Linked DNA regions of Macaca fascicularis: region 1 is linked to region 2. Evidence: chromatin contacts called from public Hi-C data. All regions are on one chromosome and are shown on one strand. Each heading gives the region's core, a stretch centred on a gene start, on an enhancer-like site or on the middle of the called end of the contact. The rest is flanking DNA. Distances are from core to core; before and after follow the strand shown. Region 1 holds the start of ZEB1 (zinc finger E-box binding homeobox 1). Region 2 has its middle 240 kb from the start of ZNF438.

Region 1 (5,339 bases), core at 2,347-4,846, 520 kb after region 2:
ATGGTAGAACATCTAAAACCTGTTACTGACTGCAAACATTATAAATGCCTGTACACCAAGGATTGAACAGAGGCAAAGACTGTAACTGAGGATCTGTGGTTTGCAGAATGCCAGCACTTTAGGTCAAAGAAACTGCCATACTCTGTAACAGAATCAATTAGCTGCTAAAAGAAGTCAAGATGACAGAAAAAAGAAATACATGAAGACAAAAGAGAAAAAACAGCGGTAGAAACCAGCTATCAGACCCGATATCATGGTGAATACTTAAAATTCACTTAAATCAAAAATATGCGTGTTGCTTCCTCTCAAGTTACCTAACGTATAATTAAGTATAGAAAAAAATGTTATTCATATTCGTAAGTAATATTAGTAATAGAAACTACAGTCTAACTTCTATGGAGGCAGCCTTTGAAAGAAATCCTTTTTAATTATTGTGACTTCATGGAAAATACTAGTTTTACTTTTTGGATGTTCACCGACATCCTGCAAATCTCTTTCTCCATATATTTATACTTACATCTATCTCTGTATTAGACACGTTCCTGAAAAATCACCCCCTAAGTAAGAAACTTCATGTGTTAACATTTCATTGACTTATATTAAAAATAGGAGCCTCATTCCCCAGAGGGGTAAGTACCATTTTGTGGTAAACTATGTAACAAAATCAAAAAGTATGGAGAAAACATTTGTCCCTGTGATACCTCCTGGGAGGCTGTATTCGAAGGGCTGGCATGGGTCCTATGGCCAACTGTGGGTTCTGCATCATCCTGTAGTCATGTTTCCTTCCTGACTCAATGACTGCAGAATTTGGTGAGACTGCAACAGTGAAATGACCATTGCCCTTCTTTGTTCCACGGTGAACCACAAATCCAGAATTACCGTAGGTCAGGAGCCATGGTCAGAGCCAAGAATTGAGTAGCGGCTTTATGGGACCTCTAAATTCTGTACTTTGAGGGATAACATGTATCACATTCTTTTCCTTCAAAATCTCTAAGATTAAAATTAGGTATTGAATTCAAGAGTTGCATTTACATGCTATCCTTCCATGAAATTAACCAACTTTAAATTTCGATGAAGACTAGAGAATTATACATTGCACTTCTCAATGTGTTTTGGAAGAGGTATGTGGGAATGATATGCTTCATGTGGATCACCATGAAATCTCTACATTTTAAATTTAAGATAATTTTATGTCAAATTTTATCCTAATTTATACATGATTCATATATGAAAAGCAAATAGCAGGTGCAAAGGGTTTATGAAAAATTTATAGAAAAAACTCAGTATTGGAACTATTTTATCCATTTACATTTTACCCGTAAATTTGGAAGTTAGTATAGCAATTCATTTTTAGAATATCTTCCCTTCAGCATACATAATCCCAGTGCTCAGTAGCAGCAGAGTGTTAACATTTCATTGACATATTAAAAATAAGCATATATATTGCATGTATGCTATATGACAGCACTACAATTACTAAAATCAAGAATGCAGGATACATGTTAAACTCATATATTAGTATCCCCTACCATTGGATTTGAATAAGCCTAAATTTTAATAATCTTCTTTTATAAATAGATTCTAAAGACTTTTCCCCTATTCTTTAGTTATATTTAAGAGATAAGAAGCAACCATCACACATGCATCATGTTTAAAGCAGTAATTTATTCTGAGATTTACTTTCATCTGTTTTCTTTCCAGTCCAGATATCAATATTTTCAAGAACATTACAGTATAATAATCAAACATTAAATTCATAATCTACATACTTATCAGAAGCTTTTACAAAATGGAAATTTTATGTTAGAAGATTTGGGCTACCAGTAATATTCACTGTGCATATTTTAAAAATAAGGTGAAAAGAGTTCATTGTTTAGGGAAAATGATTGTGGAGAAACTAAAATCACGAGCAATTTTAGTCTGGATATTAATGACAGTAATCACTTTCACATCCATGACTCTAGCTGTTCCTAAGGACTAAGGGGATGAAGGCAGATTATGTATCTTACTGTCAAGAACAGGGTCAGAAAAGGTCAACAATATTAATTTAAGAAATGTTTATTAAGCACCTACTATTGGCTACATACTCCACTAGGTGTTGAGGACATAGAAATAAGAAGAAAAAAAAGTTGCCTGAAAAGGTACTTGTCCACAGAGTCTGGCCTAAACTAACTAAACCAGAAGCCACTAAAGGAAGAAAATGACTTCTGTTTGTCTCTTCACTTCATCTCTTTACGAGGTGAGAATGAACACTGAAGGAAGCTGAGAGGGGAGGTATAGGCCAGAGAACATGAGAAAATGCTATTTGTAATACTTCCTAAGTTTAAGAGTAGATAAAATGTGTGCTAGAGTTGGAAAGTTTTTTTTTTTTTTTTCCTTACTGTGGGGGCAATTCCATAGTCTATGACCTGATTCAGTAGGCGACTGAAAAACATTGTACAACTCTTAAAAAGGGAGGAAGAGCTCACACTTAACCAAGCAAAGGACACCGTGTTGACATGCACAAGTTTCGGTTAACATGGTATCGAGGACAGCGAGGACTGCCTGTACTTAAAATGATCATTAAGACTAATGATTCTAGTTTTGGCATTGAGGATGAATGCAGATATATAGTCATCGTGTATAGCAAAGAATATTTACAGTCACATTTCATGGACCAATAAATAATGCATTTACTTCTCAAAATGCCCAAGAAAATGCGGGAGAGAAAATGTTCATCTACATTCAAGATTAAACTTTCTAACTTTAAATCACCAGACTTCAGTTGTAAATTTATTTCAGTTGAAAGGTTTGAAGACATTATTAACGAATATTCTAAAATTCCAGAAAGTGTTCAAAAGATAATTTTAACCTAATAAAAAAATCCTGCCATGATGTGGCAAAAATTGTAAGCATAAATTTATTGAGCACCTATTATGTGTCACTGTACTAGGTGATGTACTACGTTATTTCCAATACTCTGGTCATGTTTCAGTTTTCTCCGTTTCTCTATCAATAACCCCTACATTGTTAATTTATAACTATAGTATTTGGCATACAGCTCATTTATTCCATAAAGTTGGTCCCAAAGACGTTTCCTTATTCGAAGGAGGTGGGAAGCAGGAAGGAAACCTAAATCTAAATTCTACTGAACACTGAAGACAACTTTCTTGATATTTGTGGTTATCTGCGTGGTCTTTTCAGAAATCCCCAAACTTGTACCAAGTCAAGGATAAAATAAGATAAAATCAGCAATCTGTCAGGTTCAGAGATCACATCTGTCAGCCGATGCTTCTTGCCTTAAGGTCCTGCACAGCGATGACCGCTAATTTAGGAAGGAATTCATGGCCTGTGGATACAGGCTTAGCTCTGAGTCCTGCCGCCTAGGATCCCAGGGATCTATGCGAGGAGGAGGGCGGGGAGGGCGGACCGGGTGGGGGAGGCCGAGGTGACAGCAGGTGAGGGCCGGGTGCCGATGGGGAAGTGAGACAAGCACCGTGTGGGTATTACTCATTCCGCTCTACTAACGAGGCTGCTGGCAAGCGGAACTTCTAGCCTCTCTTTCAGTCCAGCTGAAGTTCAATCTCATTGAAGTCACTTCCCATCCTGGTTCGCTTGGGGGGAAACCGGGCGTCCCTGGAAGGGAAGGGAAGGGAGTCCGGGCTGCGCGGGTCAGGTAGCCTCTCTCCGGGCGCCGCATGTCCTCGCCGTCCCCGAAACTGCCCTTCCCCTCTTCAAGGGAACTCCCCGGGGAGTCCAGACCGCGATCCCTTTCCTTGGCCCCGGGGTGCGCGGGGCTGACACGCGAGGCGTGGGACTGATGGTAGCCCTGCCTCCAGGAAGCAGGCAGGCGGGGACCTCTGGGCGCTCGGAGGGGCAGCTCCGAGGGCACAGGGTCCAGAGAGAATCAGCCAGATCTCTCCCTGCCCAGGGCAGCCGCGGCGGGTGTGGCCAGCGCGGAGGCAGGACGCCGCCGAGCCTCCAACTTTACCTTTCCAACTCCGACAGCCCGTCGCCTTTCTGACCACGTCCCCACGGTTTCCCAACACCCGCCTCCCTCACCCCACCACACCTGAGGAAAACTTTTCCCTCGCCCCTCAATTCAAATTCACCAGTGCCCACGGTTGCCGCAAACCGCCCAGTCCCTAGCAACAAGGTTCCGGCCGTAGAGCGAGCGCCTCTAGGTGTAAGGAAGGTGATGTCGTAAAGCCGGGAGTGTCGTAAACCAGGTGCGGTGGGGAGGGGGGAGGGGTGGAGGCGGAGGGGTGGGGGGGAAGGGGGAGGGAGGGGGAGGAGGTGACTCGAGCATTTAGACACAAGCGAGAGGATCATGGCGGATGGCCCCAGGTGTAAGCGCAGAAAGCAGGCGAACCCGCGGCGCAATAACGGTGAGTGGCGGAGGGGACCGGGGAGCAGCGGAGTCAGGGGGAGCCGGGCAGCCGGGGCGCCCCCGGGGGTGAGAGGGGCGAGCCGGGCTGGGGGCGGCCGGGGCAGGGACGGCAAAGTGGAGTGGGAAAGTAGAAAGTAGTGCTCTCTGCCCCCCTCCGCTGCCGTCGCTGCCGGAGCCGCGCCGCGGCCGCTCGCTCTCCCTGAACCGTTATGTCTCTTACCTGGTCTCTCTCCGCCTAGCGGCTCCAGCCGCCCCTGCCGCCTCCCTGGACCGTTAGCCGCCGCCGGCGCCGCCGCATCCCCGGCGCAGGGCGGGCGGCCGGGACGCGCTGGCCACTTTTCTGGTCCCGGGTGGAGCGGCTGTTGCTTCTTTCGGCACTTTTCCCCACTCTTGTACCCTTCGGCGCCTCCCTCTGCACTTCCTCCCGGCCCCCTCGGCGGGATTCTCCCTCAGCGCCCAAGCACCCGGGAGCCGCAGAACAAACTTGTGCCCGGCGCTGACCGTGCAAAGTGGCTTCCGCGCGCCGCGGCCCCGGCTGGCGCCGTCGTTCGGGCCCCGCGACTCGGGCCGGGCTGTGGGCGCGCGGCGGGCGGGCGGCGGCGGGACGGGACGACCGCGGGTTGCGTGGGGTCCGTGCGCGCGTGTGCGCGGGCGCCGGCGGTGCGCGCCGCGGGCGGACAGGGCTTGGCCGGCGGCGGTAAAGTTGGGACCCGCGGGCCGGGCGCGCTCGCGGAACGGGGATTAGAGGCGGGGGCGCGGGTTCCTAAGCGCCCCTCCTTTCCGGCGCCTCCCGCCGCCGGGCCCAGAGCCCCGGCCTGGGGACTCCGCTACGAGCCCCGCGATTGGGGTCCACGTTTGGCGGGGCGCGGCGGGGAGGCGCGGGGACAGGGCAGGAAAGGCACCTACTTAACGCCACCGGGAGCCGCGCGGATGGAGGCGAGCTGGGCGGCGGGTGTGTTTGCGGAGTTGT
Region 2 (5,807 bases), core at 1,692-4,191:
AGAGAGAAAGAGAGAGAGAGAGGCTCCCAGGCGCCTGTTTTCTTCCCCAAACGTCCTCCTCCCTTAAAAAATCCTCCCATTTTCCAGATGGCCAAGCCTCGGGGACCCAGAGGAGCTGGGCAGAGAGAGGGTGTGCCCTAGTGACTCACTGGGAACCAGCCTGAAACCCAAACAGCTGGCCAGGGGTTGCAGCTTATGATAATTACGTTTTTGATCATTTTCCCCCCTCAGAGACCAATATAACTCCACATTTCCAGAGAAAGAGAGAGGAGAAAAAATAAGGGCTGCTGAGCGGGAGGGAGAGAGCCTGACAAGGAGAAGATCCTTCTGGAAATGTACTGAATCATTGTGCAGGGCGTGAAGGTACTGCTCTCCACAACTTCCTTAATGCTCAGCTAGTGGCCAAGCTAAGGAAGCTCAAAGTAGCACCATGCAGACTCAAATAGTTCATCAATTAGGTAATAAGCAACAGAAGGTAAGTGCAGTTTCCTGGGAGGAAACCAGGGCCTCAGACAGAGACCAGAGTGCCTGCAGAAGGGAACAGACTTTCATTCTGCTCACAGGCCCGACTGAGATCTCATCTGCACACCCCAACTGGGGGGACACAGGAGAGGCTGGTGTGGGCTTCCCTGCATGGTGGAGGGGAAATTTGCCTGAAGACCCCTCGGAAGCTGAGAAAAATCCCTAGGCGGCGTTTTCACAGCACAAATGACCTGCCTGGTCAAAAGATGTGGTAGCCAGGTGGCTGCTGGCTGTCCCTGCAAATATTTGGTTTCAGAGAATGAGTCGCATTACACAGTTTCATCTTTGGAGGCTGAGACAGCAGCGACCGTAAGCCTCCATCCTGGCTTGTGTGCAGCCACCAGTAGACAGCCCATAAAAACATGGGGCTCATGTTCACACAGATGGCTGTTGGTTTTACAGGCTGGGGGAGAGGAGCAGAACATGGTCATGGTGCAGCTGCCTGGGACTCTCAAATGGGTCTCAGCTGCTGGGGACACAGTGACCATCGAGGGCCACCTGGGTCCTAGAGGCCCCACGAGGTCTGGACATTCTCAGAAGGCTCCCCCACACCCCCTGAAATGTGTTCAGGACTCTGTCACTACCCACCTCCCAGAGCCACCACCCGACCACCTCGCAGTCCCACCGAATGAATCACCAGGGCCCTGGCTTGAAGGATGGCCACAGTGCTGGCTCCTGTCCCTCTGGGTCTCAGGCTGGGCCTCTTCCTTTCTCTAGGAGCCCACTCAATCCTTGGGAAACAGTAATACACTGTTTCACCCTAAATTCGGTGCCTAAATTGTATCTCTGCAAGGGCATCTTCCGTTTCATTGGGAGCTAAGCCTTGAATCAAAGAAACGGATCTGTCATTGCAGAATGTCTTAGTAGATGGCTTGAAGTGAGAGCGTCTGGTGCCCTGTGTGTTCAGCGCATTGCAGGGAAGAGAAGAAAACGGGCAGGGACCATCCCAGCCCCGCTAAATCCACACTACGGCCCAGGAGGATCCCAGAAAAGGGATGGGAAGAAGCTTGGAGAGGGAGGCAGGCCACACGGTGGTGCTATTGCCCACGGCGGTCTAGTTGCCCTCCGAACCAGGGGTGGAGGGTGGGAAGTGGCTAGAACCATCCCCAGCAGAGAGAAGAGAGTGCTGACTTCAACTCAGTGGCACCCCGGGGGCATAGATGAAAAAAACAAATAGCAAATTCTTCCACCTCGGCCTCAATCGCTGTGATAAAACCCTGCGGGTCTCTGATGATTTCTGGGGTGATGGGGTGGGGCTGGGTTAAGAAGAGACTTACACTGTGACTCCGGGGTGGGGGCGCGACGCTGCGACTCTAAGGTTGTAAGCAGTGGTCCCAGCAGGTTAACTGGGGCAGTAAGTGCTGTCTTTCTCGGGGAGGGAGTGAGTTCAACTCCAAAGGCGGCCTGGTTCGCAGGCTCCTTTCCCGAAGATCCTTTAGAAATCGTTCCCATCCCAGAAAGGAAGCTGCCGGCGCAGCTGTGGGCGCCCCCTGGCCGCCCCCACCCCCTCTGAGCTCCCCGCTTTGCTCTGAAAAAAAACCAAAGCATCTCTCGATGCTGGGGTTTCTTCACATAAAGTGATTACCACGTGTCAGAAATAAACTGCAGTCCCCTTTGGAGAACAGTGAGGTTGGATCAAAAAGGAGAACTATTTCAAAACATGCTGCCAGCTCGTCTTTTTAAAATTTCTTTCTTTCTTTCTTTTTTTTTTTTTTTTTGGATGTGGGAGGAGGATTTCAAAAACAAACAAGAAAAGTAAGTCAGTATCTTCTCACAACTGCAGCTGATTTCCTGTGTAAACGAAAACCATGTGATATTCCATAAATGCTTCCAGCTCTAAATTACAGGAAATGAAAACCATCATGGAAAAGGAAAGCTTTCAGAATAAATCCCCAGTTCGGATCCCGCCGCGGCGACGCTGCGCTGGGCCGCCAGCACACACCTGCGGATCCCCGAGCGCGCCCGGGCGCCCCCGCCACCGTCCCCGGAGAGCGCAGGGAGCGGGGCGCGCGATCACACCCTCCGCGCAGCGCCAGACAACTCGGGCTTTCAATTAGGAGCCGAGCTGAGAAAAGTAGGCTTTTCTTTATACACGCCTCGCCGAGGTCAGGTTACGACCTCTCAACCATCTTCAATCGGCGGTGGCATCCATATTCATGAAGGCTAATTAACTCTGAAAGGCCCTGCGGGGCTGGCCCTACCGGGGCCGCCCAGCGCCGCCCCCCGCGGTGCAGGGGTGGGTGAGTGGGGGCACCGAGCCCAGTACCCTCTCCTCCCTCCCCCCACAACCCGCCAGGCATCTTCCCAGGGCCGCCCGGCCTCCGCAGCTGCTCCCGGGCCGGGCTCCTGAGCGCGCACTTGTGCGCGGGGACACGGGGTCCCAGGGCGCAGAGACCAGCCAGGCGAGGAGAATTAGCCGCGTCATTTGTCGCCAGCCTAGCAACTCGAGCTTACTTCTCCCAATAGCTCCCGCCTGGCCGCTGCTCCCTGGGGCCAAATGTGGGAAAGGGATGCTAATTCCAAGTGAGAGTTCAGGCTTGGGGTTTTAGGCAGCCTTGCAGCTGGGAGGCCCCGGGACCTGGGTTCTAGCCCTAAGCCAATGGACTGTGGGGACGCAGGGAAGTCACTCCACCTCTCTTGGCTCTTTGCGTTTGCTCTGAGATGACAAGAGTCTGTTAGGCTGGAGAAACTCCTTTCCACTTAGGGACGCGTACCAGGAGGTCTCTCCTGCAGCCTGATTTCCCCAGCTCTGCATGAGAATTTTTAAGTTTCCCAGTTCTGCCGGAGCCAACAGGTTCTGGGGTTCCCAGGAGGTGCCAACGTGTAGGGCAACCTTTTCTACTTCTTCCTGTATCCATCAAGGTCCTTACATTTTAGATATTACGAATGGACTTGAACTAGTTTAAGCAAACTAGAAAACTCTGTTTTGTGGATAGACTTTGCTCATGGACCCATGGGCCTGAGATACCTCCAGGCTCAGAAAGTTCTTCCACCTTTCGCCTTTTCTTCTGTGTACCTGCTGCTTTGTTTCTATTGGCCAACTGACTGCCTTGAGGCCTGTTTCTCAGTCCACATGGGACAGAAGATGGTCCTGCCGCTGTTTATCAGTTTGCATCTGCTCTATTCAACAGGGGAGCCCAGCCTGCAACTGCATCTCCAGAATTCAGGCACAAAATATGCAGCTGGCCCAGCTTAGATCACATGCCCAGCTCTGGTCCGGCCACTTGAGAGCAGAGGGCCAGCCACAGGATACTCACTGCCACCATAGGACTGCCCTGTGGGTAGGGGTGAATCAGGGGTGAGCTGGCCAGAAATGGCTAAGAGCATCTTCTGCACGAACTCAAGCCTGATTTCAAGCAGGTACAAGGTAATTTCTTTCAGAGATAGATAGCTCTCTGGGCTCCTGACCCAGAGTTGACTTCACCTTTTTTGATTTCTTTTGTTTCTTTTCAGAGATAGGCTCTCACTCCGCCACCCAGGCTGGAGTGCAGTAGCGCAGGCCACAGCCTCGAACTCCTGGGCTCAAGGGATCCTGCAGCCTCAGCCTGCTGAGTAGCTGGGACTACAGATGAGTGCCACCACACTCGGCTTTTTTATTTTTATTTTTTGTGGAGATGAGGTCTTATTTTGTTGCCAGGCTGGAGTGCAGTCATGTGATCATAGCTCACGGCAGCCTTAAACTTCTGAGTTCGAGTGATTCCCCAGCCTCAGCCTCCTGAGTAGCTGGGGCTACAGTTGGGCACCAACCACGCATGCTAATTTAAAACAATTCTTTTAGCAGTGGGGTCTCACTGTGTTGTCCGGGCTGGTCTTGAATGCCTGTCCTCAACTGATCCTCCCACCTTGGCCTCTCAAAATGCTGGGATTACGAGTATAAGCCACCACACCTGACCATGGCTTCACCTTATAAGAAAAAGGAGGGGGCTGGGAGCTGTTGCTTACGCCTGTAATCCCAGCACTTTGGGAGGCTGAGGTGTGTGGATCACGAGGTCAGGAGATCGAGACCATCCTGGCTAACACGGTGAAACCCCGTCTGTACTGAAAATATAAAAAATTAGCCGGGCGTGGTGGTGGGCACCTGTAGTCCCAGCTACTCAGGAGGCTGAGGCAGGAGAATGGTGCGAACCCAGGAGGCAGAGCTTGCAGTGAGCCGAGATCGTGCCACTGCATTCCAGCCTGGGCGAAAGAGCGAGACTCCGTCTCAAAAAAAAAAAAAAAAAAGAAATCTACTTTAGTTAGTCCCTCAGAAAATGGATTTCAGTGTACTAGTAGAGATGCAGTAATCCTATAACAACTGCAAACTCCAAGTGGCTTAAGACAATAAGAGGTTTATTCCTTGTTCATGTCACCATGCAGGCTAGTGATCCAAGAGCCCAGGCTCCTGTCTTCTCATGGCTCCAGGGCTCTTGTCATCTCCCAGCGGATCCTCTGCGCCTCGCTAGGTGATGAGAGTGTGGGTGACTGCGAGAGGCTTTAGGGACCAGGCATGGGTCTGTCGCTTCTCTCCACGTTCCATTAGTTGGGACTTAGTCATGTGGCCACACCGAAGGGCAAGGAAGGCTGGGAAAGGTGGTTTGGCTCTGTGTGTGCCTGACAACGGGGACAAAATGGGACTGGTGAGCACTGAGCCATTCTCTTGGGAGATCGGAGCAGGCTCACAGAGTCGTGGACAGCTGGGAGTCAGAGTTAAAGCTAAACGTCCAGGAGTGATCCCCAAATCCCGTCACAGAACTTGCTGAGAAAACGGTTGTGGCTCATAAGCACGAAATGCCACAAATCTGCTTCATCAGAAATGCCACATCTGCTAGATCTAATGATACTTTAGTCCTGGGACATGACCTTGCACTGTCTGAGAAACAGCCTAAAAGCCAATGCCTCTGCTGTCACTCAAAACAGAAAATTAATGCACCAGGCAGATTCCTTCCTGCACCTTTTTTCCCTTCAGGTTATTAACTCCCAAATTCAAGTCTTGCACAGGAGCATATGAAAGATAGACAGGTCACAAGACTTCCTCTTTCCTGCAAGGGAGCCTGGGATTTTGAGTTCTGACTTTTACTTTGGGAAGTCGGGACTCACATTGTGAGCTTGTCCTGTAGTCAGGTGATAGATGGCATCTGTGAGCAAGACAAATGTCCCCCATTGGAGGTGAGCAAAGAGGGAGGCCCCTGGCTATTGCAGGTCTGGTTGGGCCTAAGTAAAATGGTGTTGAGGATGAGTTATAAACTATGTCCAAGCTTGCACAAACAAAAGGCCAAGTGACAGAAACATAGGTCCTTAGAGTTAGG

What was found. A called contact is a pair of places that touch in the nucleus more often than the background predicts.
Region 1: a Hi-C map of skeletal muscle shows a contact between it and region 2, with 7 times the contacts expected there. The contact joins the promoter of ZEB1 here to the enhancer-like site in region 2. A contact is called at or near these places in 2 of 2 Hi-C or Micro-C datasets (liver and skeletal muscle).

What each region holds. Positions count from the first base shown.
Region 1 is chr9:32,072,720-32,078,058 of T2T-MFA8v1.1, forward strand. ZEB1 (zinc finger E-box binding homeobox 1) reads left to right here and starts at 3,597. Exons shown (of 9, transcript XM_065520501.2): 1 at 3,597-4,208. It overlaps LOC135965046 (a long non-coding RNA gene), which reads right to left. Exons shown (of 2, transcript XR_010577890.2): 1 at 4,590-5,339; 2 at 1,646-3,615.
Region 2 is chr9:31,556,515-31,562,321 of T2T-MFA8v1.1, forward strand. No RefSeq gene overlaps it. Among named protein-coding and RNA genes, the nearest start is that of ZNF438, 240 kb to the right of the region's middle. Within about 2 kb of position 2,942, at least 2 of the 6 cell types and tissues checked have an H3K27ac peak or open chromatin away from gene starts, as enhancers often do.